4 separate regions of the Sus scrofa genome follow, and regions 2, 3 and 4 are each linked to region 1. Evidence: chromatin contacts called from public HiChIP or PLAC-seq and promoter capture Hi-C data. All regions are on one chromosome and are shown on one strand. Each heading gives the region's core, a stretch centred on a gene start, on an enhancer-like site or on the middle of the called end of the contact. The rest is flanking DNA. Distances are from core to core; before and after follow the strand shown. Region 1 holds the start of ANKRD13A (ankyrin repeat domain-containing protein 13A). Region 2 holds the start of RNF10 (RING finger protein 10). Region 3 holds the start of COX6A1 (cytochrome c oxidase subunit VIa polypeptide 1). Region 4 holds the start of SIRT4 (sirtuin 4).

The links. Promoter capture Hi-C pulls out the DNA fragments that hold promoters and counts their contacts. HiChIP or PLAC-seq counts read pairs in DNA pulled down with a chosen protein or histone mark.
Region 2: a contact with region 1 is called in an H3K27ac HiChIP or PLAC-seq map of alveolar macrophages. The contact joins the promoter of RNF10 here to the promoter of ANKRD13A in region 1. A contact is called at or near these places in 1 of 5 promoter capture datasets (liver) and 1 of 2 datasets of contacts at active chromatin or transcription factors (alveolar macrophages).
Region 3: a contact with region 1 is called in a promoter capture Hi-C map of liver, with 2.1 times the contacts expected there. The contact joins the promoter of COX6A1 here to the promoter of ANKRD13A in region 1. A contact is called at or near these places in 1 of 5 promoter capture datasets (liver) and 1 of 47 Hi-C or Micro-C datasets (heart right ventricle).
Region 4: an H3K27ac HiChIP or PLAC-seq map of alveolar macrophages shows a contact between it and region 1. The contact joins the promoter of SIRT4 here to the promoter of ANKRD13A in region 1. A contact is called at or near these places in 2 of 2 datasets of contacts at active chromatin or transcription factors (alveolar macrophages and skeletal muscle).

The regions. Positions count from the first base shown.
Region 1 is chr14:40,994,492-41,001,549 of Sscrofa11.1, forward strand. ANKRD13A (ankyrin repeat domain-containing protein 13A) reads right to left here and starts at 1,391. Exons shown (of 15, transcript XM_021074290.1): 1 at 1,281-1,391. GIT2 (ARF GTPase-activating protein GIT2) reads left to right here and starts at 1,495. Exons shown (of 18, transcript XM_003483442.4): 1 at 1,495-1,703; 2 at 6,069-6,202. The coding sequence starts at 1,652.
Region 2 is chr14:40,477,388-40,484,150 of Sscrofa11.1, forward strand. It overlaps RNF10 (RING finger protein 10), which reads left to right and starts at 3,852. Exons shown (of 17, transcript XM_013982944.2): 1 at 3,852-4,476. The coding sequence starts at 4,320. COQ5 (2-methoxy-6-polyprenyl-1,4-benzoquinol methylase, mitochondrial) reads right to left here and starts at 3,199. Exons shown (of 7, transcript XM_003483435.4): 1 at 965-3,199. The coding sequence starts at 1,244.
Region 3 is chr14:40,403,338-40,409,873 of Sscrofa11.1, forward strand. COX6A1 (cytochrome c oxidase subunit VIa polypeptide 1) reads left to right here and starts at 5,263. Exons shown (of 3, transcript NM_001190221.1): 1 at 5,263-5,400; 2 at 5,548-5,690. The coding sequence starts at 5,298.
Region 4 is chr14:40,284,974-40,292,100 of Sscrofa11.1, forward strand. It overlaps SIRT4 (sirtuin 4), which reads left to right and starts at 5,315. Exons shown (of 5, transcript NM_001114270.2): 1 at 5,315-5,373. It overlaps LOC102165911 (a long non-coding RNA gene), which reads right to left. Exons shown (of 4, transcript XR_002338550.1): 3 at 4,939-4,986; 4 at 1,530-1,962.

The sequences.
Region 1 (7,058 bases), core at 141-2,640:
GCATTAGGGTCACACCTCTGCTCTCTATCACACTGATTAAACTCACTTCATTGCGTTTATCTCATACCATCCTGTATATTAGGTTATCTATCGTTATCCTCAAAATTGTGATTAAGAAATAATAGTAATATCAAATTCCAATAATAACAGAGGCTACTTTTTTTTTGCTTTTTGCTATTTCTTGGGCCGCTCCCGCAGCATATGGAGGTTCCCACGCTAGGGGTCTAGTTGGAGCTGCGCCACCGGCCTACGCCAGAGCCACAGCAACGTGGGATCCGAGCCGAGTCTGCAACCTACACCACAGCTCACAGCAACGCCGGATCGTGAACCCACTGAGCAAGGGCAGGGACTGAACCTGCAACCTCATGGTTCCTAGTCGGATTCGTTAACCATTGCGCCACGACGGGAACTTCAAGAGGCTACTATTAATGAGGGTTCACTCTGAGGCAAGCATACCACACTCTTCTGTGAATTATTCCATTTGTTCTTAGCCAGACAGTAAATATTTAGCTATACGTTTCATATATGAGTTTTGTTAAATATTCATCCTTTCCCTCTTCTCCTTCCTCTTTACAATCCTTCAAAAATGTAAAAATTAGGAGTTCCCTGTGTCGTGCAGTGGAAAGGAATCCAACCAGTAAACCTGAGGATGCAGGTCTGATCTCTGGCCTCGCTTAGTGGGTCCGGGATCTGGTGTTGCTGTGGGCTAGTGGGTAGGTCACAGGTGCAGCTGGGATCCCGCATTGCTATGGCTGTGGTGTAGGCTGACAGCTGTAGCTCCAATTTACCCCTAACCTGGGAACCTCCATATGGCCTAAAAAACAACAAAACAAGTAAAAATTAAGAGTTGATGGCCGAGCAATTAAGGACTCAGTTGTCACTGCTGTGGCTCGATTATTGCTATGGCTCCAGTTCCATCCCGGCCCTGAAACTTCCACATGCCAAAACACAACAAAAACAAAAAAATAAAACTATGAAAATCATTTTTAGGTGCAAGCCATACAAAAGAAAATTGTAGGCTAGCGGTAGATACACATTATCTTCCTCTAGCAGATTATATTAAAACTGCAGCATAAGGAAACACATAATATACCCTTATTTTACTTATTGTAGATCTAGCACAATTGAATGTTAGCTCCATAAAGACAGGAAATTTTGTCCTCTTGGCTCACTACTCTTTCTTCACTGCTTGGAACACTGTGTGTAATTTGCTGAATAAAGGAAAGAATATATAAATGAACTTGGCCAAAGTTATGCGAAATGACTTGACTACTGATTACCTCAGGCAGGTTGCAGCTGCAGACTTCTGGTTACTAGATTTGGTATTAATCAGTGCTGGGAAGAAGCGAATTTCTTCTGGAGAGGGAGACAAATTACAGAAAATTTGGAAGCAGGACGGAAGATCCTTGCCCTCACTCAATATGGCGACAGGGCAGCGTGCCCTTTCCGGTCACATGATCTGCCTATTGCCAAAGGGTGCCTCCCCGCGCGTGCGTGCTGGGCCGCGGCTGCGAGGCGCTCAGGGAGAGGCGCTGCCGCCAGCGCCGCCGCTGGGACCCGTTAGAGCGGAAGCGCCTCCGCCGCCGCCGCCGCCGCCGCCGCCTTCGCTGTCTCGGGGCCCCAGGTTCCCGGCAGGTGGGAGGCGGGAGCCATGTCGAAGCGGCTCCGGAGCAGCGAAGTGTGCGCTGACTGCAGCGGGCCAGGTGAGTCTCATCAGCCGGGCCCGCTCCCCTCAGCTCTCCTGGCCAGGACCCCTGCCCCGGGGCCGCCCCTCGAGCCGGGCGGGTCCCGGCAGTCGACCTCTGCATCCCATGCCTGGGGTCACGACGAGGAGGAAGGGGGGCGGTCTTGGGGCAGAACCTGCCCCTGGCCTGTCAGAGCCGGGCGGGCAGGGGGCCGCCGCCCTCCCGCCCCTCCTTTCCCTTTCGTTCACTCTGTCCCAGGCCGTCCGGGGAGGCGGTGGGGTCGGAGCCGCTTTCCTAACAGGAAGGGGCTTGGGCAATCCACAGGAAGGCCAATTACAGAAGTAAAATGCGAGCGTCTTCCCGGCTGCGGCCCCCAGAGACTGCAGGTGTCACCACCCCCTTCCCACAGTCACCCAAGACCCCCGTCCCCGGAGGCGCCCTGCTGGTAGTGGGCGACGCTCACCCCTTCCCTCCACTGAGACTCGCCAGAGGACCCCCATGGACGATTTCGCCATTTCTGGCATCCCGACTCCCGCTCCACGGCAGAGAGTCTCCAGGATGTCGGGGTCTTGCAAACGCCACCTGCACTTGGGAGGCAATGCTTGGCTCAGGTTCTGAGATCTGAACCGTCTGAGTTCAAACTAGATGTTCCCTCTGGGTGACCTTGGGCTGGTGACTTCATTTGGCCGAGTCTTCATTTCCTCATTTTTCCGATGGGGATAATGGGGAGTATGGTGCTTAGCGGTAGGGAAGATTCAGTGAATATTCTTAGCATCATCTCATTTAAATTTTTTTCCCCTATTGTGTACAGAACCTTTACAGTCCCTTAAAACTATAGTTGAATTTCTAAATCATGCATTAATTACAGCTTACAAAACCAACACACACCACATCACTGACAAGTAGACCCATTTGGGCATTTAGGCAATATAGGCATATGGCAGCACTGAAAGGCCAAAACTAAACCTCCCATGTGTAGTTTTCGTCTTAGCAGTTGGAACTGAGTTGACAGGTCTCTGTACTGTTCTCAGTGCTTGTATTTTTCTGCTTTGAATTTGAAGTAATTCAAAAGGTAAAATGGCACCACAGCATCCAGTAAACAATCTTAATGAAACCATTGCGCACCAGTGTTTTTGCGACTGTTCCAAACTTTGTCTTGTCAGATGGAAGTGGAGACTGATTTTTAAATAGTACTATGATAATTCAAACCTTATGTGGTTATTTCATGGCCTCTATAATGTAAGTGGGGTTACCGGTTTCCTTTGAAGATAGGGAGACGGGTGGAGGAGTTTAAAAAGAGGTGTTTTAGAAACCAAGTTAATGTGTTATACAAACTCCATCGTATTCTCTAAAAATGTTATTTGTTCCACTTCCTTATTTTCTTGCCTCTTTTCGGTTGAACCTTCTGTGATGTTTGATTCTTATGAGTCTAGATTCAAACTTCCTCTTGAAATGCATTTTCTGTGCTTCTCAGTGGGTGGTATGAGGCAAAGGAAAAACTGCAGCTCCCTTGCTACACTAAACACTATCTTGCACCTCTGCAGCATTTTGTGCATTTCAGAACATTTTCTCTTCCATTGTTTCATTTTAGTTGTTGTCTCATATGCCTAATCTACAGAGACTTGAGTCACTTCCTTCCTGTTTTGAATATAATTAGGCTACCTTGAAATGTTCTGAACTTGAGCAGCCAGGAATTTGTGCTGTCTTTTCTGCAAAGCCCTATGAAAGTTACCTTTAGGGTTAGGGACCCCTTTGAGATTCTGATGAATGCTAAGGCCTTCTTGCCAGAAAATGCACACATAATTACTCTTTCACAGAGAATTTATGTTACGATTTTTCAGTGGAATCATAGACGTTTCTGAAGCCCATTTGTTGTCTTCTTAGAAGCCAGGTTAAGAAGCCATAGCATAAACCGTTCAGATAGACTGGAAGGGGTTCACCCAGCCTCTTGCATACAAACTCAGTTTGGATTTTACTGTGTTGTTAACATGGGATTCTGATTCATGACGTTAAGGTGATTAATAGGGAAACTTTCTTAATGTGTGTTAAATCCTTGCTGTTTTGTACCTGTTTAATTTCCTCCAAAGGAGATTGTGAATCTTCAGAATGATATGTGAAAATCAAAGCTAATCTTCAAAACAAATAGTCTTTTTGTATGTGTGTCATTAGTAGTAGTACCATACTGCAAAAAGCATTGTTCTAGGAGTTCCCTTCATGGCGCAGCAGAAATGAATCCGACTAGGAACCATGAGGTTGCAGGTTTGATCCCTGGCCTCTCTCAGTGGGTTAAGGATCTGGTGTTGCCAAGAGCTGTGGTGTAGGTGGAAGACGAGGCTCAGATCTGGCATTGCTGTGGCTGTGGTATTGGCCAGCAGCTGTAGCTGCAATTAGACCCCTAGCCTGGGAACCTCCGTCTGCTGCGGGTGTGGCCCTAAAAAAAGACAAAACAAAACAAACAAACAAAAGCATTGTTCTGTATCTTTGTAGGGATCCTTCATCTTGATGTTTCCACCCTTTGCCTTTTTTTTGGATGCACTGGTGCCATGTGGAAGTTCCAGGGCCAGGGATGGAATCTATACCACAGCAGCAACCCAGGCCGCTGCAGTGACAATACCTATCCTTAACCCACTGAGCCACAAGTGACTCCCCAATCTTTGCTTTTTAGAATGGCAGACAGAGTTGTACCTCACTGAATAATTTTGTTTCTGTCTTATTTCATGGCAAACATTTGATAACCATGATCAAATCTTAATAACTAGTTTTACCTTTAAAAAAAATGAATCTAGTTCATATCCTTCTGTGAGTTCAACTACCTGAAAATTCCCCTGAGATTTTTCACTATAGTAATACAGTATTTGTGTGAAACAGTCAGTGTTTTAAGTATTAACAGTCAAAACCTTTTTCCAATGGTCATGAATTTCGTTGGCTTTTGAAAATATTTGAATGGTACTTACCAAAATGATTTAGAAACGTTGTAACAGCTACCATTACGGAGTACTTCCTATATGCAAGGAATTTTGCTTGTTCTTTATATCCTCACTACCCTGGATTGTGTTGTTCCTCCAATTTGATCCATAATGAGGACTCTCAAAAAGAAATAACTTGCCTGAGATCATTGTGCAAGAAGTGGCAGAGTTGGGGTTCAAACCCTGGACTGCTTGTCTCCAGAGCCATCCCTCTTAACCACTACACTCTCTGACTCCTGATTTGTCTTTGATTGAAATCCCATAACTTTTCATTTTATGGCTAGAAAGGGTTTGAATAAACTGTTAAAAATGGTAAAGATGGTGTACATGCATTTTCGAGATTTTTGTGGACATTGAAGAATTTTTAAATATAACCCTTAAGCCAGGCAGCTTGAGCGGCAACTATTGTCACTCCATTGTGAGTCTGATGAAATGTAGAAGGTCTGTCTTTATTTTGAATTTCTAAGTGTCTAGTTTACTTCCCCAGTGTGAATTATTCATACTGCTTACCAAGTGTGAATTATTCCTTGTTTCAAAGGATGTCTAATGAAGCTCTGTAGGACTTCATAGGAAAAAAGTATTATATGCACACCAAAAGTATTACTCTAGGGAGGTCCCTGGTGGCTCAGCAAGTTAAAGATCTGGCATTTTCACTGCTATGGTGTGGGTTCTATCCCTGGCCTGGGAACATTTGCATGCCTTGAGCGAGGCCAGAAAAAAAAATCACTCATTTGTATTTTACATCTTTGCCTCTGTGAGGCTGCTGTTTTTACAACTTCTGTTACTTCAGATCAGCTGTGAGATCGGACTCAGTAGTTTATTTACAACTACTAATGGATATCATAGCACATTTCTTACGGAGGAGTCTAGGTTTCTTAGTCTGTCTTCAGAACCACAGCAGTTGAACAGTTTTATAGTCATGTATGCTTGCAGCTTTCTGCTAAGCCCAGAGGCAGGTAGATATGTAGCATGTGTTAGGGTAGCCATCTTTTTACTGCTCTCTTCACATGTCGCTCTGCGGATTGTCACTGACACAGGTATGTTATCTTGCCATTTGTGGAGATGGATTCAAAATGATTCATGTGAATGCTCTCAACTTGCTTCTTTTACACTGAATGAAAGAGCACACATCTGTGATGATAGATCATATTAGGGTGTCAGATTGTGGCCTTGAACCAGAGAGGAGAGAAGTGCTTATTTAGGGCTGTAATCAGGTTTTCAGTCTCAGTAGATTTGTGCCCCCAGCCAAGGCAGGGGTTATCTTCAGACAGGCTCACCAGCTTGATATGCTGACTAGCATACTAAAACAACAAAGATGTCCTGTTTTTCTGAAAAACCAAATCTCAGTCATCTTTTGCCATCTGGCGGTATAGCAACCACTTGGTATCCTTGCCACTGATTTCATTCTTCTTTCCAGATCCTTCCTGGGCATCAGTAAATAGGGGAACTTTTATATGTGACGAGTGCTGCAGTGTCCATCGGAGTCTAGGGCGCCATATCTCTCAAGTAAGGCATCTCAAACACACACCATGGCCTCCAACATTGCTTCAGGTAAAGAATAAGAATTCTTCTCATGTTTGTAATTTACATCTTTAGGGCTCAATGTTTTAGCAACTAAAATTATACTTCTAAATCATAATTGAATAGAAGTGCCATGCTTATCAATGCTATATACAAGTATTAAATTCATCATTTAAGATTCTTTTTCCCCTCCTAATGTAAATCTTGTCCCAAAAACTCAGTTACAGGCAGTCATTAAAATTTCTTGCTTATGTTTCATTGCTGACTTTCTAAAATGTCACCAGAAGTTGTTTTTAAAGCCCATCTTTTCCACGTACCATGATCAATGTTTCTTAAAGTGACTGCCCTTTGAAACTTTTCATTGTTTCCTGCTTTGATGGAAGCATGGACTGGGATTCCTCAGAAATTTCTGAAACATCTGATTTAGGTTTTCTTAAAGTTCTTATAACTAGTTAGAGACAATTAAGTTATGTCTGGATTGAATGTCTAACACCCTGCTAAGTGTTAAGTGGGCTCTTTGTTTTATTTGGGGGTCCATTGTCATGTCACCTGTACTTCTATTTTGGGGTACACATTCTTCAAGTTCTGTTGGAACTCAGACTTAAGCATGTGTTTCGCCTTCATTTGTCTTGAGGACATATTTTACTGAATCTGTGGCAGCTGCACAACACATCCCTTAAACTTCCCTATATGAACCAAAGGATCGGAGCAAGTGAGCTTGGATCTCTGATGTGACAGATATCTCCGCTAATGTAAAAAACGAGGAGTAATGTCAGGAGTCATGCTTTGAATTGAAACTGGGCGATACGGCTTATTAATAACTTTTGCTAAGAAGTTTCTAACAGCTCATTCTCATGTGAAAATGGATGTTTACTGCTCCCAGATT
Region 2 (6,763 bases), core at 2,602-5,101, 510 kb before region 1:
TCTTAACCCACTGAGCCACAACAGGAACTCCACAGTTGGCATTTTAAAACAGTTCTTTTCCTTTCCCACGCCTGTGCCACAGTGCTGGACATGAAGGAACTGCTCAAAAATATCTAACGTTTATTGAGCAATTACGAAGTGCCAGGCATTGCTGAAAATTCTTTAGTGCATGAAGTAATCTAATCTTCACAAGAACTCTATGAAAAAATTACTATTGTTCCTACCTGTCAAATTTGGGAGTTGAGACATAGAAAATAGGTTTCTTTCTTTCTATAAAAAAATGGCCTATCCCTTTAGCAAGAGTTTAAGAATGTGGCCTCTGTAGTCAGTCCAAACTGGGTTGGAATACTAGTTCCACCACCTACTAGATATGCTAAATTGGGTTCTTTTTTTTTTCGTCTTTTCTAGGGCTGCACCTGCCACATATGAGGTTCCCAAGCTAGGGGTTGAATCGGAGCTGTAGCCACTGGCCACAGCCACGCCGAATCCCAGCCGTGTCTGCAACCTACACCACAGTTGATGGCAACGCCGTATCCTTAACCCACTGAGCGAGGCCAGGGGTCGAACCCGAAACCTCATGGTTCCTAGTTGGATTCGTTAACCACTGAGCCACGATGGGAACTCCAGAGCAAGTTTTTGTTTAATCTTTTCAAATTTCAATTTCCTCATGTGTAACATGCAATAACAATGCCGACCATCGGAAGCAGAAATGAGGATTGTTAATAATGTCTGCACAATGCCTGGCACATAAACGCTCAACTGATGGGATTTCAAGAGAACTACTCTGCTTAAAAAGAGGAGGCGTCAAAGTTTGGCGGTCAGGCGGGGGGTACTCCTTGGAGGTCAGGACTGCATAAGCTACAGTATCGGAGCTAAAAGGACGTTAAGTTAACCCTTAGTTTGGGCAAAAGAAACCAGATTGCAGACAATCAGAGCCCCCGATCCGCCCTCTCAACCCTTTCACCTTTGCCCCCCTTTTCCTCTTCCGACACAGTCTCAAACCCGAAGTGCGTTTCCGTTGCCCGCTTCTCTTGGGAGAGAGGCCGTGCACCCAGCGGGCTCCTGGGCCACGAGCTACGAAGCCCAGGAATTCTGCAGCCCGGCATCACCCGCGACAATCGACAGCAGCAGAAGCTCCATAGAGCCCAGCTTCTGGGGGCCGCCATCTTGCAGTCGAGTGACCGCCGCCAGACAGCACGTCGCGTTGCTTCATTCGATGGGTGACGGCGGCCGGCCGGAGACATTATTAGCTGAACGCGTCCCGAAACCTGATATTAAGCTGCAGGATCTCTGGGATCCAGAGGACATTAAGTCTTTGAGTACCCGAAAACCCTTTTCCTCTTTTTCCCCAAATTGAATATAGAATTCACCAGGAATGAGCAGAACTTAGGGAAAACCCCCATCACCTCACAGAGGCCATAACTCTGAATCTTGCCAACCTGTGGTACTTGCTCTCAAGATACCGAGTAACTCTTGTTTTCTGGTGCAGAAGTGTGCAAACAGAGGTAACAGTGTGGTGAAAGGCTAAGATTACAGGGTTTATTTTCGAAATCTTTGGTGTGCATAAGAATCACCTGTTTTGATCTTTAAAGTGCCAATACCTGGGTCCAAAATACCAGAGATTTTGAATCCGTAAATCTGGTATGGATAGTGGGAGTCTGTTTGACCAAATTTCTCTGATGATTTCTGTGTGAGGGATTTGCAGTCCAATCTTGAGAAATATATGCTAGACTACTCTGAATAATACACAGGAAAGACTGTTCTTTGGTCTTTGAATTTTACGAACATATGAAGTTCATTAAATGGGAAGGAAAGCTCTGGTATATAGTCTAAGTCACAACCAAACGCCAGGCAGGTTCCCTCTCCTGCTATCACAAAACTACATTTCTAGCTCTAACTGGCCTAGCATGAATGTTTTACTTCAACCCTACATTTTCTTTTTCTCTTATATGGAAAGGGTAATGTAGACCATCTTTCCCAAAAGAGGATGGAGGTGGTGTTTTACTTGGATTCCTGTACTTTTCTGCTTTAATTCTCTTTAAATGTATGTTTTCTGTAAATGTTTCACAAGGAAAAAGCGCTAAGGACCCTAAGGGACCATTTCGAAAATGAAAAATCTCTACTTGGTTTAATGAAGCCTGACAGATGGACACCTGCTGCTTGCGTTTGGAAGAACTGCACTGAGATTTCTCTCTTTCCCCTTTCTTTTATTTTTAAAAGTAATAGAAGGGGGAGTTCCCATTGTGGCTCAGCAGAAACAAACCTGACTAGTATCCAAGAGGATGCAGGTTCAATTCCTAGCCTTGCTCAGTGGGTTAAGGATCCGGATGGAGTTGGTGCCGTGAGTTTCTATGCAGGTCACAGACACAGCTGGGATCCCTAGTGACAGTGGCTGTGGGTAGGCTGGCAGCTACAGCTCCATTTCGACCCCTAGCCTGGGAACTTCCATATGCCACTGATACGGTCCTAAAAAGCAAAAAAAAAAAAAAAAAAGTGTTCTTTCTCTCTCTTTTTTTGCTGCCCTTCAGCTTATGGAGGTCCTGGGCGAGGGATCAGACACAGTTTTGTTTTGTTTTTTTAATAATGATTTTTATTTTTTCCATTATAGCTGGTTTACAGTGTTCTGTCAGTTTTCTACCGTTCAGCAAGGTGACCAAGTTACACATACCTATATACATTCTTTTTTCTCACATTATCTTGCTCCATCATAAGTGAGTAGATTTTTTTTTTTTTTTCCAGTGCTGCACATGCATATGGAAGTTCCCAGACTAGGGGTCCAATCTGAGCTGCAGCTGCCGGCCTACCCACTGTCACAGCAATGTGGGATCCCAGCTGGGTCTGTGACCTACACCACAGCTCACGGCCACCCCAGAATCTTAACCTACTGATCCAGGCCAGAGATCCAACCTGCATCCTCATGGATACTCGTCAGGTTCCTTTCACTGAGCCACAGCGGGAACTCCCACAGTCTTCCATTAATGTATTTTGGAATTCCTTGTTCTCAGCACAGTGTCTGGCATATAATATGTTTCTAACTGGCTAAGGTTAGCCTTATTTATTGTTATACTTATGAGAATATTTGTACATCTTTTTTACGGTGTGTTTCTTTGATCCTTTGACTTTCAAGCTACCACGGTTGTTTTCAAAGTACAGACGGGTATCTAAAATACATAAAATGATTTCTAAAATAAATATGTGATTTTCTAAGCTTCAAGTGTCCATATCTGTAAAATGGAGAACTGCTTATTTGGGGGGTTGACCCCTGGCCCCAGGAACTTCCGCATGCCCCAGGTGTGGCTAAAGAAAATTTTTTTGTTGTTAATGTGAGGATAAATAAACTGCACAGAGCAGTGTCTGCTAATGGTAAGCACTCAAGTATATCTATAATTATTACCAGTTATTACCAATAAAGTGAAATATTAACAATGATTTATATTAATAAAAGACAACAATGAAATTAAGTAATTGTATGAGGAAGTGCTGTGGAGTGATATTAAATGTAATGTATTGTCATTATTGTCACTATTATCATTATCAGGAGATTGAATAAGCCATAAATAAATTGATATTAAATCTAGAATAAGAACTATGAATTAACAATTATTCAATAAAGGAGTTCCACAGGTATTCAATGTTTGGATGAATTTTTAGTGTATATTATTGTTATGCATATTAGTGTACTAAGACTAAAACCTGGACTGCAAGTCCCATCATTCTTTAAGACCGCTCACATTTTGCTGAGAAAAAAGGAACAAACAACAAAAAAAGACACTGTACCCGGATGTAGGAAGAAAACTACATTTCCCAGTATGCCTCACTCCCACAGAGCCACTATATATACACTCCATCCGGGTTCTTCGAGATGCTGTTTGGCGACTCGTCGCCATTCCCGGAGCAGCTCGGCCTCGGCCCAGAGGCGAGTGTCGATCGCTGTGTCGGAGACACCTGTCCCCGGCACCAAGACAGCCAGCCCTCTCCCCTGCCTCGCGGCGGGAGAGCGTGTCCGGCCGGCCGGCGGGGCTCGCGCACCTTCCCTCGCCTCCCCTTCCCCTGCAGCCTCCGCCCCGCCAGGCCCGGCCCGGACCTCCGAGCCCCGGCCTCCTCCTCCTTCTCAGTCACCGCCGCCGCCGGGCTCAACAGCCCCGCCCGCCGCTTCTCCTTCCAGTTTGAGAAGCCAAGGAAGGAAACAGGGAAAAATGTCGCCATGAAGGCCGAGAACCGCTGCCGCCGCCGACCCCCGCCGGCCCTGAACGCCATGAGCCTGGGTCTCCGCCGCGCCCGCTTCGCTCCGACCGCCGCCGCCGCCAAGGCCCCTGTTGATGCCGCAGAGCTCCCCCAACGCCGCCGCCACCGCCTCCGACATGGACAAGAACAGCGGCTCCAGCAGCTCCTCCACCTCTTCGGGCAGCAGCAAAGGGCAACAGCCGCCCCGCTCCGCCTCGGCGGGGCCGGCCGGCGAGTCTAAACCCAAGAGCGGTAAGGGCGGGCTCCCACGGCGGTGGGCGGGGGGGCAACTGCCCCTAAATACTGGGGAGGATTCTCTCTCGAATGTCTCCTGGGTCACCCAGGGACAGGGCTCCGCTTTCTACTCTCGTTCTTGTTTTTTCCTTCTTTTCCGTGGCTTCCATTGCTTCTAGTTAACATTTAATGAGTACTGTGCTGCGTGGTTTACGTAAATCTTTGCATTAATGCTCGAAACCGCTCGGGGAAGTGGGTACTATTCTTAACCACATTTTGCGGACGAGGAAACTGAGGTTCATAAAAGGTAAGGTTACCCAGCTAGTAGGTGCTTAGCAGCAGGCCTGAAGACCTGGTTTGTCTGACGCATCTAAAACCTGGTTTGTCAGTGCACGCATCTAAAACCACTAAATTGATCTACCCTTCAATGTTATTAGCATTGGGTAGTGTTCAAGTTTAAACAGGGGAGGGTGGGGCCAAAGGATATGTCAACTCAAATCTCCTATTGAATTACCTGGTTCCGGATCTCCCCAGATGAAGAGGACTTGTCTTTGAATGGCTTCGTTTACTATGGAGTAACGGTTAAGAGCGCAGGCTTTGGACTCAGTCGTCTTAGGTTTGCCAGACCTTGAGTGAGTGTCTCTATTTCTTTACCTATAAGGGTGGAGATAATGAGAATTAAATTAACTTAGAAACCAGTTGAACTAAGGACTTAGGAGATTCTCTGACACCTTTTATGCACCAGCTACACATCAGGCCTGTTTCCCTATCTTAGGCTAGAATAGTGTCCTTTTATAGGGAAGACTTTTTGTCATTTCTGTAGTCACGCTTCTTTGTATTAAATTTTGACGCTCGTGATGATAATATATACCATTTATTGAGGGCTTTCCATGGCTGGGCTGGGCTTTTACCTCTATTATCAGTTCTCCAGTCACTAACTTGTCCAGCAAGGTGAAATTATTCACCTAAAGAGGAGAAAGTTGAGAGGCTAGGAGTTGTAGGAGTTGGCAAGAGTCTGGAGTTGAATGTTCTCTGTCTTACTTCAAAACTTATGGAGCAATCTGTGCTCTTTTGTATTTATTACATTAGAGGCAACAGGAAGATGTTTTCAGTAGTAGTGGGGATGTGTAGCAGAGAGGGGAACATTTGGAGTCTGCACATGTGGAGTACCATTTGTTTAAAACTTCCAAGATTAAAAGTTTAAGGCCTACATGAGTTCAGAATTTATCTGCTAGGTATAGCAAAATTGTTGATCTGGTGTGTGGAGAACTTCTAGAGTTTACTTTAAGCTCTTGGAACTCCGGTGGAAACCAGTTGTCTTGATAAGAAATGAATGCTTTAAATATCTAAGCAGGGATTAATGTGGACAGGCTGCCTCAGGCAGTATTATGTAGACTAATTTGGGGGGGTCTGCACATGTGTAGGTCTATCACAGATTCTCCCTAGGGGTGGAGGTTTGCCAGTCCTCTTGACCTGTGTTGGAACTGGTTTAAAGTGGCCTGAATATTTTTCAGTGTAGTTGATAAATTACTTTTGCATTCTGTTCCTAGATGTTACTTCCCTAGCTAATCTGGTTCCCCTCAACTAATTTTTCTGAGGCTTATGTGTAAGCCACTAACATCATGAGTCAGTTGCCGTAAATGCCTTAAGTTGATTTATTCTTTAAGTGAGGCAGTAAGTGAAAGTTCGCTGTAACCCAAACCAAATGAAACAGCAGCAAAATTGGTGTACTTACTCATATTGTCCCTGACATTGAATCTGGTAATTAGTGGGACAATCATTACCCAACAGGATGATACAGAATCCTCTTGTAGTCTGACCAAAGTAAGTATTTGTTAGTGTTAACATTTCATTCAGACTTGTATTGAGTAAATATTAATTATTGGTTCATTCTGACTAAAGTGGTCTCTGGAATTCCCATTGTGGTTTAGTGGCTAACAAACCCAGCTAGTATCCATGAGGACATGGGTTTGATCCCTGGCCTGGCTCAGTGGGTTAAGGATACAGCATTGTACATGCAGTTCAGATCCTGCGTGGCTGTGGCACAGGCTGGCAGCTGTAGCTCTGATTCCACCCCTAGCCTGCGAACCTCCATGTGCTGCTTGTGCAGTCCACAAAAGACAAATAAATAAATTGGTTTCATTTCTTTTTTTTTTTTTTTTTTTTTTGTCTTTTTGCCAGCTCATGGCAACGCCAGATTGTTAACCCACTAAGCAAGGGCAGGGATCGAACCCGCAACCTCATGGTTCCTAGTCGGATTCGTTAACCACTGAGCCACAACGGGAACTCCTCAGTGTATTTTTAA
Region 3 (6,536 bases), core at 4,013-6,512, 590 kb before region 1:
TTAAAACACAGATGTACTTCTCTTAACAAGCAAGTATAAGGAATTCCCGTTGTGGCTTAGCAGTAAAGAACCTGCCTAGGACGTGGGTTGGATCCTTGTACATGGTAAGTGCTTAATAAATGTTGGCTAATGACTATTATCTGATTAAGTTCTTGTAATAGCTCCAATTCGCATGTGAGACTCTAAGAGATCACTTGATTTGCCATGATTTGGTAGCTAAGTGGCTGACCCAGGACTTGAACTTGATGCTGAGGTTCATGCTGTGCCACCTCTTGTCCTAGAACCCATTACACTGTTTATAGTAACTGTTTCCTTGTCAGTCTCTCCCTCTAGACTGGATGTTCCTTGAGGGCCACTGTTGTTGCCCTAGTCCAAGGACATAGTTGAGACCTTAATTAAATGACTTAATGATGCTGAACAGCTCAGGCAAGTTATTCATCTTGTCTGATGGAAGTGGTGGTCATAGCACCCCAGCCTGTGCTGCAGCGTGCTTGGAAAAGTGCTTCAGTGCCTTCTCCATGATCCAGGCCAAATGCACTTCTGCTCTGCTTTCATAGAACCTGTACCCCTCCTCTGATCATGGCAAGAATAATAGTTAACAATAATTGAGCACTTCATTGAGATTTAGGATTAGGCTTTTGGCAGACACGTATTTATTGGTCCAGGAACTGAAGAGCTCTTAGCTGGGAGAAGTCATTGTAGAAGTAGTAGGCAGGAGTTCCCATTGTGGCTCAGTGGGTTAATAACCTGACTAGCATCCATGAGCATGCAGGTTCAATCCCTAGCCTTGCTCAGTAGGTTAAGGATCTGGCATTGCTATGAGCTGCAGGTCAAAGACGCAGCCCAGATCCCACGTTGCTGTGGGTGTAGCCCTCAAAAATTAAAAAAAAAAAAAAAAAAAAAAAAAAAGAACTAGCAGGCAGAATGCCCCAGATTAACTTTCCTCTAAGGAAACCCTGTTCTTAACTAGGTTGCTTCCCCTACTTTCATTCCAATCCCCCCATCAGCAGCTGCCCCCAGGATTGACCAGCCTGGCCAGCTCCCTGTTTCAAGGAAACAGAACACCAGAGACCTTAGTGGCTTCAGCATGAGTGTAAACATCACCAGCTGCCAGAGAAAATGACGTCAAATCCAGGCCTGGCTGGTCATGGCCTTGGGGAGACTCCCTGCACAGAGAGGCCAGATGCCCTGGGGGTCACTGTGAGAGGCAGCACAAGCTGGGAACTGTCAGCTCTGCATCTTAAAAACACATTTGATGGTTCTGTCCATTCTCAAGGACCTCGTTACTTGAAATATTTCTTTCCAAACCTACTGAAGTCAGAAATTACATAGCTCTTCCTTTTCTTGCTAATCCCTATTCAGAGCATCACATTAGCATGAACTTGACATGACGAACTCTTGGAATTTGGTGTCATTTTACCTAAAGCAAGGTATGTATGGCTTTGAGGTTAAAAGAACTGGCTTGAGTCCCACCTTGCCTGGGTCCACTACATGCTTAATGCTTTGTGACCTTGGGCAATTGCCTGCATAACTTAGAGCCTGTTTCCTTATCTGAAAAATGGGGAGAATGGTATCTATTCACAGGACCATGGTTGGGGTTAACACATGTTCGGTGAGGTCCTATCATATGCCAAGTGGTCACACTAGTGAACAAAACACTGTCCCTGCCCCCATGGTGTGTAGTGAAGAAAGGCAGACAATAAGCCAATAAATATTTAATACAGCAGATGGTGATAAGTGCCACAAAAATAGATAAGGCACATTAAGGCAGATAAGAGTATCAGGGTGGGGAGAAGCCACCTCACTTCAGGGTGGTCTAGAAATGCCTTTCTGATAAGAGCTCACTTCTGAGCAGACCCGAGTGAAGTAAGAAAGCAATTCATGCAGCCGAGGAGGAAACTCTTCCAGGCAGAGAAATGAGTATGTGCAGAAGTCCTGAGGCAGCAGCATGCCTGGCACGTTCAAGGAAAAGCAAGAGGGCCGATGTAGCTGGAATGAATTGGGCAAGGGGGCAGATAGACTAGATGACATCAGCGAGGCGGCTGGGGGCAAGGTATGAAGGACCTGGCAGCCCACTGTAAGGACTTTGTTTTTTTTGGTCTTTTCTAGGGCCACACCTGCGGCATATGGAGGTTCCCAGGCTACGGGTCAAATCGGAGCTACAGCTCCCAGCCTGCACCACAGCCACAGCAATGCCAGATTCGAGCCATGTCTGCAACCTATACCACAGCTCACGGCAACGCCGGATCCTTAACCCACTGAGCAAAGCCAGGGATCAAACCTGCAACCTCATGGTTCCTAGTCGGATTCGTTAACCACTGAGCCATGACGGGAACTCCCAGGACTTTGACATTTATTCTGAGTGAGATGGGAGCCACTGGAGGATTTTGAGCAGAGGAGGAAGATGATCCGACAGGTTTTAAGGTATCCTTCTGGCTTCCATGGCTGTCATGTAAGAAGACTGTAAAAGGGCCAGGTAGCAGGGAGACCAGCTAGGAGGCTGTTGCAATAGTTCAGGTGAGAAATGAGAATGCTTTTGATTAAATTGGTAGCAGTAGGTAGTAAGAAGTGGTCAGATTCTGGATATGCCTGAAGGAAGAGCTAGCAAGATTTGTTAATGGATTGGATATAAAATGTGTGTGTGTGTGTGTGTGTGTGTGTGTGTGTGTGTGTGTGAGAGAGAGAGAGAGAGAGAGAGAGAGAGAGAGAAAGAGAAAGAGATCAAAGATGATTCCAGGAGTTCCCGTCGTGGCGAAGTGGTTAACGAATCCGACTAGGAACCATGAGGTTGCGGGTTCGGTCCCTGCCCTTGCTCAGCGGGTTAACGATCCGGCGTTGCCATGAGCTGTGGTGTAGGTTGCAGACGTGGCTCGGATCCCACGTTGCTGTGGCTCTGGCGTAGGCCAGTGGCTACAGCTCCGATTGGACCCCTAGCCTGGGAACCTCCATATGCCATGGGTGCGGCCCAAAGAAATAGCAAAAAAAAAAGACAAAAAAAAAAAAAGATGATTCCAAAGTGTTTAACTTGAATGGAGTGGCCGTTTACTGAGGTGAGGAAAACAGTTTATGTAAAGTGCTTAGCATAGATACGGGCATGAAATAAGTGCTCAGTAAATATTAGCTATTCTTTCTATTGATGATTTTGGTTTCCTGGGCTGTCTAAATGCAGTCACCCAAGGCTTTGCAAATGTTGTGCATACCTGGCAATAACATCATAGGCATCATGCCTAAGTATGTACTGTGACAGACAGAATCTTTAATGAGCAATACCACCCTGTAAGATGTATGAAAGTCCTTTGGGAAAGAAAACATTTGTTGAGTTTTTAACATATTACAGGCATTGGATATTTTTCACTTAATCCTGTCTCTACCACTGAATTATACATTTCATGAGAGAGCTTCTAGTTCTTGGATACTACTGTATACACCTGGCACACAGTAGCCACCATCATTAATATTTATTAAATGAACCATCATTATTATTATGGATAGCGGTTGAGTAACTTCTCCAGGTGGAGATATTCTTAATAAATTATTATTTGTTGGATAAAGGGATGAATAAGTGCATACTATATTCCCATTAAGAGAGGAGGAACAACTGGGGGCAGACCAGATTTGGACTCAGGATTTCCTGATCCTCGAGCTTGGACCATTTCCATAGCTACATTGTGGGGCCTCACAGCCTCTTTGGCTGTGTTCGAGGATGCCTAGGGATTTGACTATTCTAATTACACCATAACATGCAAAAACCCAGGCTACTCAGAGAATGAAAGACCAGATTGTGAAGCTTTAGTAATATGATCCCAATTTTTGTTTTTGTGAAACCGGAGAACCTCAAAGCATTCATTTTATCTAACTTGCTCAAGGTCATACAGGCTGTAAGGGAAAGAAACAAAACGTGAACCCAGTCTTCCAGTGCCAGAGTCCCTGTCTAATACTCTATATAGGGATTCTTAATCTGGGGCACAGGACTCTTAGAGGGGCCGTGGATGTACTTTCTAGTGCCTTCTTCTCCCAACACTGTGTGCTTAAACTCTGTGTTCTTAGAAGGAAAAGGATTCATAGCTTTCATCATAATCTTAAAAGAGCCTGTGGTCAAAAAGTTTACCTTCAGAGTTCCCGTTGTGGCACAGCAGAAACAAATCCAACTAGTAACCATGAGATGGAGGGTTCCACCCCTGGCCTCACTCAGTTGGTTAAGGATCGGGCGTCAATGTGAGCTGCGGTGCAGGTCGCAGCCGAGACTCAGATCCTGCATTGCTGTGGCTGTGGTGTAGGCTGGCAGTTGTAGCTCTGATTTGACCCCTAGCCTGGGAACCTCCATATACTGCGGTTTCGGCCCTAAAAAGCAAGCAAACAAACAAAGAAAAAGATGATCTTCACTTTATCTTATGTATCTATTTAAAATCTTTATTTGTAAAACTGCTTTTAAATGAGTAGAAGGAAGAAAAAAGAGTGGGAAAGAATTGTAGAGATCAGCTATAACAGATGACAATTTTTTCTTCCCGTTGCTATTTGTTCATTCACACACTCATTCATTCATTCAACAAACTTGTGTTGAGCACATGCTACTGGCTAGACAGGATTCCTGAGTCTGCGAATGCTGCAACGGCAAAATCTTTGTCCTCCCTAATAGAATATAAAATCTGTGATGCCGACAAAATAAAGATATGACAATTATTTTGTCCAAGTGCCCCGAAAAAAACAGGGCAGAGTCAGAGAGGATGGGGAGGAGGGGAAATGGAATTGGTTTTTTTTGGCTGCTCCGTGGCATTTGGAGTTCCCAGGCCAGAGATCAGATCCGAGCGGCAGCTGTGACCTAAGCCGCAGCTGTGGCAACGCCGGATCCTTAACCCACAATGCTCTGCCAGGGATCGAACCTGTCTCCCAGCGCTCCCAAGACGCCGCTGATCCCATTGTTCCACAGAGGGAATTCTGGAAATGGCATTTTAGATAGGGTGATTTGTGCTAGGAATCTCCAGTTACTGTGCACGGATTTCATTGAAGGGAGCGATCTAGGATGCCAGAGTGTGCCCAGCAAAGCTTTCTTTTGCTCTTGACCTCACCCGTGTGCTGATGGTGGGGAGAAACCAGATACTCTCAGGAGTACAGACTACATGCTCCCTCGAACCCCGCGGCTGGCTGCTTTCGGACAAGGACTCTGGGCTCGGAGGACAGTGCGCAGGCTCTTTGGGACTAGGCACCGCCCAATAGGAACTTCCTTTTGAGGTTGTGGTCCCGCCCCCCAGCCCTTCTTTCTGCTTCCGCTTCCGGCGCCGAAGTGATCTAGGTCGAAAATGGCGGCAGCTGCTGGGTCCAGGGTGTCTGGGCTGCTACGTCGTTCCCAGCTGCAGCTGAGGCGGCCTATGTCGAGTAGTGCCCATGGCGAGGAGGGCTCAGGTACTGGTACTGGGGTCGCGGAGCGGGCCTCAGCCCCACTCGAGCGAAGAGCGGCGGGTCTATGACCTTGGCTTGAGGCCTTGAGGGAGGGAGGTGAGACTCAGGGCGGGTCCCCTCCAGGCCTGAGTGGTCGTGCCCCCTTTGCAGCTCGCATGTGGAAGACCCTCACCTATTTCGTGGCACTCCCCGGGGTGGGAGTGAGCATGCTGAACGTCTTCCTGAAGTCGCACCACGCAGAGGAGGAGAGACCCGAGTTCGTCCCCTACCCCCATCTTCGCATCAGGTCCAAGGTACCCCTTGCAGTCTCTTCACCTCTTATTCCAAAGCCCTTAGGCCTAGTTCTTCATTCTCTAAAAGCGTGGGTGTTGGGCGTGTAGAGTTTCTCATTTAATCCTCTCAAACACATTGTCGTTTATTATTATTTTTTTCAAACAGAATTTTCTCCAGTTTTACAGAAGGATAACTTGAGACTGGGGGGGCGGGGGTTCACGGCTCAGTTTTCTTCAAGGTCATACGGTAGATGCCCTTCGGTTTTCCTTTTTCCGAGTCATCCCACCCTTTGCCTTCTGATACTGTTCTGAAACAACTGTCCGTTGTGCAAAACTTGGAGGTTTGGGAAACTCCCTTAGACTGGCAACGTCAGAAGGGGGTTCATTTCTTTTTTTTGTTTTGTTTTGTTTTGTTTGTCTTTTTGCCATCTCTTGAACCGCTCCTGCGGCATATGGAGGTTCCCGGGCTAGGGGTCTAATCGGAGGTGTAGCCGCCAGCCTACGCCAGAGCCACAGCAACGCAGGATCCGAGCCGCGTCTGCGACCTACACCACAGCTCACGGCAACGCCTGAACCTTGACCCACTGAGCAAGGGCAGGGATCGAACCCGCAACCTCATGGTTCCTAGTCGGATTCGTTAACCACTGCGCCACAACGGGAACTCCCCGGGTTCATTTCTCTAAGACCTGGGCATCTGACATTTACTAGCTGTATAAGGAAGAGACTGAGCTTCTGTTCCTCTCCTTTACGCTAGTTATCATCCCAACTGTTTCATCTTTTGGCTGTCAATGTAGGTGTAATAATGTATTTTACATTACTTGCTGTATTTTTAACAAGAGCACTGTCTTTGAGCACCACTCCCACTCT
Region 4 (7,127 bases), core at 4,065-6,564, 710 kb before region 1:
CTCACGGCAACGCCAGATCCTTAACCCACTGAGTGAGGCCAGGGATTGAACCTGCAACCTCATGGTTCCTAGTCAGATTCGTTTGCGCTGCACCATCACGGAAACTCCTGAAGTTCTTTTGAATCCAATCAAGCTGTGGTCTTGGTTACGGGAAATAAAAGGGACAGAAGAACGGGTTAACACCGCACAGAACACAATCAGTGATGTCAGAATGTGAGACTTCAAGATAACTGTCTCAGACTCTTCAGAAATCAATGTCATGAACGAAAGAAAAAAGGTAGAGGGATTTGCCTAGATTTTTAAAAACTGCAGATGGAAAGTGAAATGATACAGCCACTCTGTAAGATAATGTGGCAGCTTCTTAGAAAACAACATGCAACTTAGTATACCGCCCAGAGAAATCTTACACACTCTCGCACACAAACTTGTACAGAAACACTCTTAGCAGCTTTATTCATGATGGCAAAATACTGGAAACAATTCAAATGTCCTTCAATAGCTGAATGGTTGAACAAACCCTGGAATTTGATGAAAAAAGGCTCAAAAAAAAAATCATACTGTGTGAGTCCATTTATGTAGAATTCCAGAAAATGCAAACTAATCTATAGTGACAAAGTAGGAGTAGTAGGAAGATAGGAGAGATGGATGGATTGCAAATAAACACCAGGAAACTCTGGGGAGTGATGGACGTGCTGTTTACTAGCTGGATTGCAGTAATGGTTTCATGGATGTACATGTTTTCAAAATGTATCAAGTTGTATGCTCTAAATATGTGCAGTATATTGAACATAAATTATGCCTCAATAGAGCTGTTTGTAAAAAGAAAGAAGGGGAGAATGTTTTCTTGTGAAAATTAAATAAATCATGCTAAACACTTTTCATGCAGTGAGGCACACAGTAAGTGCTCAATAGTTGTTGCTGTTGGAACTTGGCTAGTCTCTTGGATGGCTTCATCACATCTTGTTTATTTTCTTCATAACACTGTAATAATCTATAATTATCCAGTACACCACAACTCAGGGCAAAGCGGGATCCTTATTAACCCACTAAGCAGGGCCATGGATCGAACACAAGACATCTTGGTTACTAGTAGGATTCGTTTCCACTGCAACACACCGGGAATTCCACAGGCCCAGCCTTCTTAACAAGACAAAGCTAGAAGTATGGAGTGAAAACCAGCACCCCAATAGAAACATGGTTCCAAGTCCAGCTCTTGTTCGGGATTCCGCAATGAGAAGCCTGAGCAAGCCTGTGTCCATCTCCCTTCTGATCATTTTAGAAAGTAATAAGATGAAATACTTTCTTTGATTGTCGTCTACTTCGGGGAAACCAGACCCTCCTTCACTGCTATAACCAAAAGTATACTCCGCGTAGCGCGCAGCAGCCGAACTACACTACACCCCTCCCAATCTTAACTTAAACGATTCCGGGGGGGAAAAAAAACAAAAACAGCCTCCCCAGTCTGTAACAGTACCACAGCACCTTAACCACATATTTACAAGCCATTTTAATCTCTTTTTGAGAACACCTTTATTCAGTCTCCGTAGAGACTGTCAAAAATTGCCAATGCCGACTATATTTCAAGTCGTCATGGCGGGGTATTGGGAAAAGTTTTCAATTAGCAATAATCGCGCCTCGGATAAACCTCATTGGCTACGATACTGCCACTGCGCAAAGCTGACAGACTATCGCACGAACCCTGATCCCCATGGATGACAACTACCCTTTCAGTGACGGTGAGCAATCGCCAGCGAGTTCGTGGACATGAAGCGTTTCTCTGAGAGCAGTTATGTCTAAGACTCGTCTGCATGGGGGGCTTCTTCTTGTTGGAGCATCTCTTGCCGAACATTCATATTTTAGAAACGAGAGCTCATTTGCGGGGAATGCTGGGGGATTTCATGCAAATTAGCATGACGCCATAGAGCCGATCTGCTTACGACTTGAACTCCTAAGAAACAGCGGCTGGAAGACAGAGAAAACGAGTAAACCGAATAGGGTGGTGGGGAGGCTGTGTCCAGCGTGGGGAGGGGATCATCTTCAGTAAAGAAGATCTCAAATGCGAACGTGACCAATACAAACAACACACAACTGTGTGAGAAATTGGATAACAGACACACCAACAAGATAAAAGAATAAAAAACAAAACAAAACACCCCATCAAGCTAAAAACCGGAAGTGCAAAACACTTCCTCGCCACCTGAATAACAAAACGGTGAACTCCAAAACGAAGATAAACACGAAGACACTCTGACCGCCGAAGCTTTCTTTTCAACTTACATGATTCAGTCTCCGCAGAGACTGTCAAAAATTGCCAATGCCGACTATATTTCAAGTCGTCACGGCGGGGTATTGGGAAAAGTTTTCAATTAGCAATAATCGCGCCTCGGATAAACCTCATTGGCTACGATACTGCCACTGCGCAAAGCTAAAGAGTACCGCCCACTACTCATCACTCCCAATAAGTAAGGTTCCTATTACAGAAAGGTGAGTTTTAGTCTCCGGGAAAAACCCTCAATTATTGATTGGCTGAAATTATAAAACTATATAAAGCTCCCTTTCGGAAATTATATATTGTTTCTTAATATTCAGTTGCTTGATTTCACTTAGTTTTTTTTTTTTAAGTGGCGATGAAGCAAAGCATTGTGGGAGGGAACATGCTAATACACAATTTACACAATGAATGAGGACGATGAGAAATGTCTCAGTTGCTGTTCACTTGGCTCCTGATTCGCTGTGTAACCTCTCCAAAAGACTTGGGGTTGTTTGTTTGGTTGGGGTTTTTTTGTTTGCTTTTTTTAGGACTGCACCTTCGGCATATGGCAGTTCTCAGGCTAGGCGTCAAACTGGAGCTACAGTTGCCAGTCTATGACACAGCCGCAGCAACCCAGGATCTGAGCCGAGTCTGCAATCTACACCACAGCTCACGGCACGCCGGATCCTTAACCCACTGAGTGAGGCCAGGGCTCGAACCTGAGTCCTCATAGAAGCTAGTCAGATTCGTTAACCGCAGAGCCACGACGGGAACTCCTGTTTGGTTGGTTTTAATTGTGATAAAATATACATAATGTAAAATTAACCATTTGAACCATTCCTAAGTGTTCAGTTCAGAATAATATATTTACACTGTTTGCAACCATTACCACTGTACATCTCCAGAAATTTTTCATCATCCCAAACTGAAACTGTACTCCTTAACAATACTAACTCCCTGAGTTCCCTTTGTGGCTCAGCAGTTAAGGAACAAGAATAGGGTCCATGAGGATGAGGGTTCCATCCCTGGCCTCTGCTCAGTGGGTTAAAGATCCTGCATTGCTATGAACTATGGTGTAGGTTACAGACATAGCTTGGCTCCTGCCTTGCTGTGGCTGTGGTGTAGGCCAGCAGCTACAGCTCCCATTGGACCCCTAGCCCTGGAACTTCCACATGCCAGAAGTGCGGCCCTAAAAAGACAAAAAACAAAAACAAAAAACCACCAACTCCCCATTCTTCCCTCCCCAGGGCCCTGGCAACTTCTATTCCACTTTCTACGAATTTGGTCTCTCAGTACCTCAGATAAAATAATCGCGTAATTATTTAATCTTTTGTGCATGGCTTATTTCATAGAATGTTTTTAAGCCCATCCATGTTGTGGTATATTTCAGAATTTCATTCCTTTTTAGGGCTGATATTCTATCGTATGGAATTTTGTTATCCATTTATTCTTTGATTGACAGGACATTGCTTCCACGATTTGGCTGTAACAATACTTCCATGAACAGCAGCACAGAGATATCAGTCTGAGTCCTTGTTTTCAATTCTTTTGGGTGTATCTACCTAGAAGTAGAATATCTGGATCATGTGGTAATTCTCTGTTTAACCTCAAAGGGTTTTCTGTAGACACCTTAATTCAGAGGAGAGAGGCTGAAAGAGGCTATTTCCACAGAAATGCCCACAATTCATGAGTTTGAAGTTACTTTCACTCTCATTGCCTTGGCAAGTCAAAAGCTACTAGAAACATGTGCCTAGACTTGGTTCAGCTCTGAACTATATTCTCCAAAAGACTTGTTTTTTGCTACTAAATAAGATGCAAATAGTAGTCTCCAAGAAAATGACATTTCCTCCAGCATTTTATTATGAAAATTTTAAACATGAAACATTCAAAGTATTGCTTAATGACCATTTATGTAGTCATTGACTAGATGTAAAAAAATGACATAAGGAGTTTCCATTGTGGTTCATCAGGTTAAGAACCTGACTAGTATCCATGAGGATGCAGGTTTGGTCCCTGGCCTTGCTCAATGGATTAAGGATCCAGCATTGTCACAAGCTGTGGTGTAGGCTGGCAGCTGCAGCTCTAATTCAAGCCCTAGCCCAGGAACTTCCTTATGCCACAGGTGTGGGACTAAAAAGGAAAAAAACATGACATAAAAGGTCTGTTTGATGCTGATGGGTAATTAATTTTTTTTCACATCCATAACTGCCAGGGTGGGGGGGGAATACTAGCAATTTGATTAATTTAGAGTAATTTACTTTGATCCAATCAAGAACTTTGTCACTAATTTGTGGTGTGGTCGAGTCATGAGAAATAAAAAAACTAGGATCATCCAAAGAATTTCTCAGCCCTTGAGAATGTGTTTTTTTTTTGGCTTTCTGTCTTTGTAGGGCTAAACCCACAGGCATATGGAGGTTCCCAGGCTAGGGGTCCAGTTGGAGCTGTAACCACCGGCCTATATCACAGCCCCAGCAACATGGGATCCGAGCTGCATCTGTGACCTACACCACAGCTCACAGCAACACTGGATCCCTAGCCCACGGAACGAGGACAGGGATCAAACCTGTGTCCTCACACACGGATGCTGGCCAGGTTTGTTAACTGCTGAGCCATGGAAACTCCAAGAAAGTCTTGATTGGTGGCTCAATACACCCTGTCAGAATCTATCAAGGGAAATTGTGATTCACCAGCTGTCTTGGGTAACTTCATCCTCCATGGATGACTTCCCAGCGGCCCTGAAAAGAAAAAAAAAAAAAAATCTAGATCCAGTATTAAAGCTTCTAGCTTAAGAGAAAATGAATTCCTAAGTTATTGCTATTTGGATGTACTACATTGCACCCAGGACAGTAGCGTCCAAGCTCTTAACCACTTCTCAAACAGATGATAGGCTTGTTGGCTTTGGAAAAGCACACTTTGCAAACGAAGGTTGGAAACCTCTGACCAGAATGGGCCGACAGAGGCGCTATGGGACAATATGGGGCCCTCAAATGGGAAGCCCATAGAATTGTGGGACTTGTAGTTTTTTTTGCATCATTTCGGCTTCATGCACTACATTTCCCAAAATGCAAATATAGTCAGTCAGTCCCACTGCCGGGTGTGGAGTGTCCCTTAAACTGTGAAAGGTAAGTGTGTTCTGTTCAGGCTGCAGGTTTCTAAAAATTGTGGATTTCTCGTAAGGGATACCATTTCTCTTCTTTGCCCTTTGGTGGGAACTGGGAGACAGCAGCTGTTCCAACAGAGCGTTTTCAAAGGGATTTCCCAAGCCCTTTGGTCTCAGGAATCCAGATTATGTATTTGTCTAGCTGTTCACGTGTTGCTGTGGTGTGTCAAGGAGAAATCAGAGTCCTGATCCCAGATTTGGAAAGCTCAGCATGAAATAATGTTTACATATGGGGTACACGTCACTAGAGAATTTCTGCATTTGACCATGCAATATGTCAAAGCCTTGTTTTCACAACTAGAAAAGGTGGAGTAGATATTCCCTTGTGGCACAGCAGGTTAAGGATCCAGCCTTGTCACTGCAGTGGCTCAGGTTGCTGCTGTGGTGCAGGAACTTCCACATGCTGCAGGCATGGCAAAAAGAAAAAGAAAAAAAGAAAGAAAGAAAGAAAGACAAAAAGGCAAAGCAGGAGTTCCCATCGTGGCTCAGTGGTTAACGAATCCGACTAGGAACCATGAGGTTGTGGGTTTGATCCTTGGCCTAGCTTAGTGGGTTAAGGATCCGGTGTTGCCATGAGCTGTGGTGTAGGTTGCAGACACAGCTCTGATCTGGCGTTGCTGTGGCTGTGGTGTAGGCCGGCGGCCGTAGCTCTGATTAGACCCCTAGCCTGGGAAGCTCCATATGCTGCAGGTGCGGTCCTAAAAGGACAAAAAGACAAAAAAATAAAAAAATAAAATAAAATGGGAAGTAGGTTTATGGGACACACAGTTCCCCCAAGGGGTGTTATTAACTAAAAATATAAATGTATTCCTCTGATAGAGGCATCTTTAGATGTCACAAGTGGATTAACACCGAGCTATTGACGGTCTTAAAAGATACTGGGGTAGGCCATTAACCTTTTGAAGTTTATAAGAAATTCATTGCTGACCAGCCAGGTGTTACTAGGAGAGACAGAATAGGCCTAATGTTATGCTAGAATTGTGCTTTATCAATTTTTTTTCGCTTTTTAGGGCCATACGTGCGGCATATGGATGTTCCCAGGCTAGGGGTCGAATTGGAGCTGTAGCTGTCAGGTCTATGCCACAGCCACAGCAATGCCATATACTTAACCCACTAAGCAAGGCCAGGGATCGAACCTATGTCCTCATGAATACTAGTCAGATTCGTTACTGATGAGCCACAATAGGAATTCCTGTTTTATCAGTTTTTTACTTTACCTTTCTCCTATTTTCTATTTATTTTTAATTTTTAGAAAATGTTATGGCCACACTCAAGGCATATGGAAGTTCCCAGGCCAGGGACTGAGTCCCAGCCACAGCTGTGATCCATGCACAGCTGCAGCAATGCTGGATCCTTTAACCCACTGCACTGGGCTGGCAATCGAACCGACACCTCTGCAGTGATCCGAGTCACTGCAGTTGGATTCTTAACCCATGGCACCATGGTGGGAACTCTGACCTTTCTCTTTTTTAAAGTAGACTTTATTTTTTAGAGCCCCCCCTCTTTTTTTTAGGAAACCAAGATATACAGTTTCCCTTGGATGCAGAAAGCCTTGGCAGATTTGCCAGCCATAGTTAATTTCCATCTGATGGCTACTGCATAGATGAGCTCTGGCTGTAGGTTCTTAAGACAGTAGGAAGATAAAATTGGCTTGAGTGTCGTGAAATGATCTAGTATGGGGGACAAAGTTTTATTTTGTAGGTATTAGAAATTCTT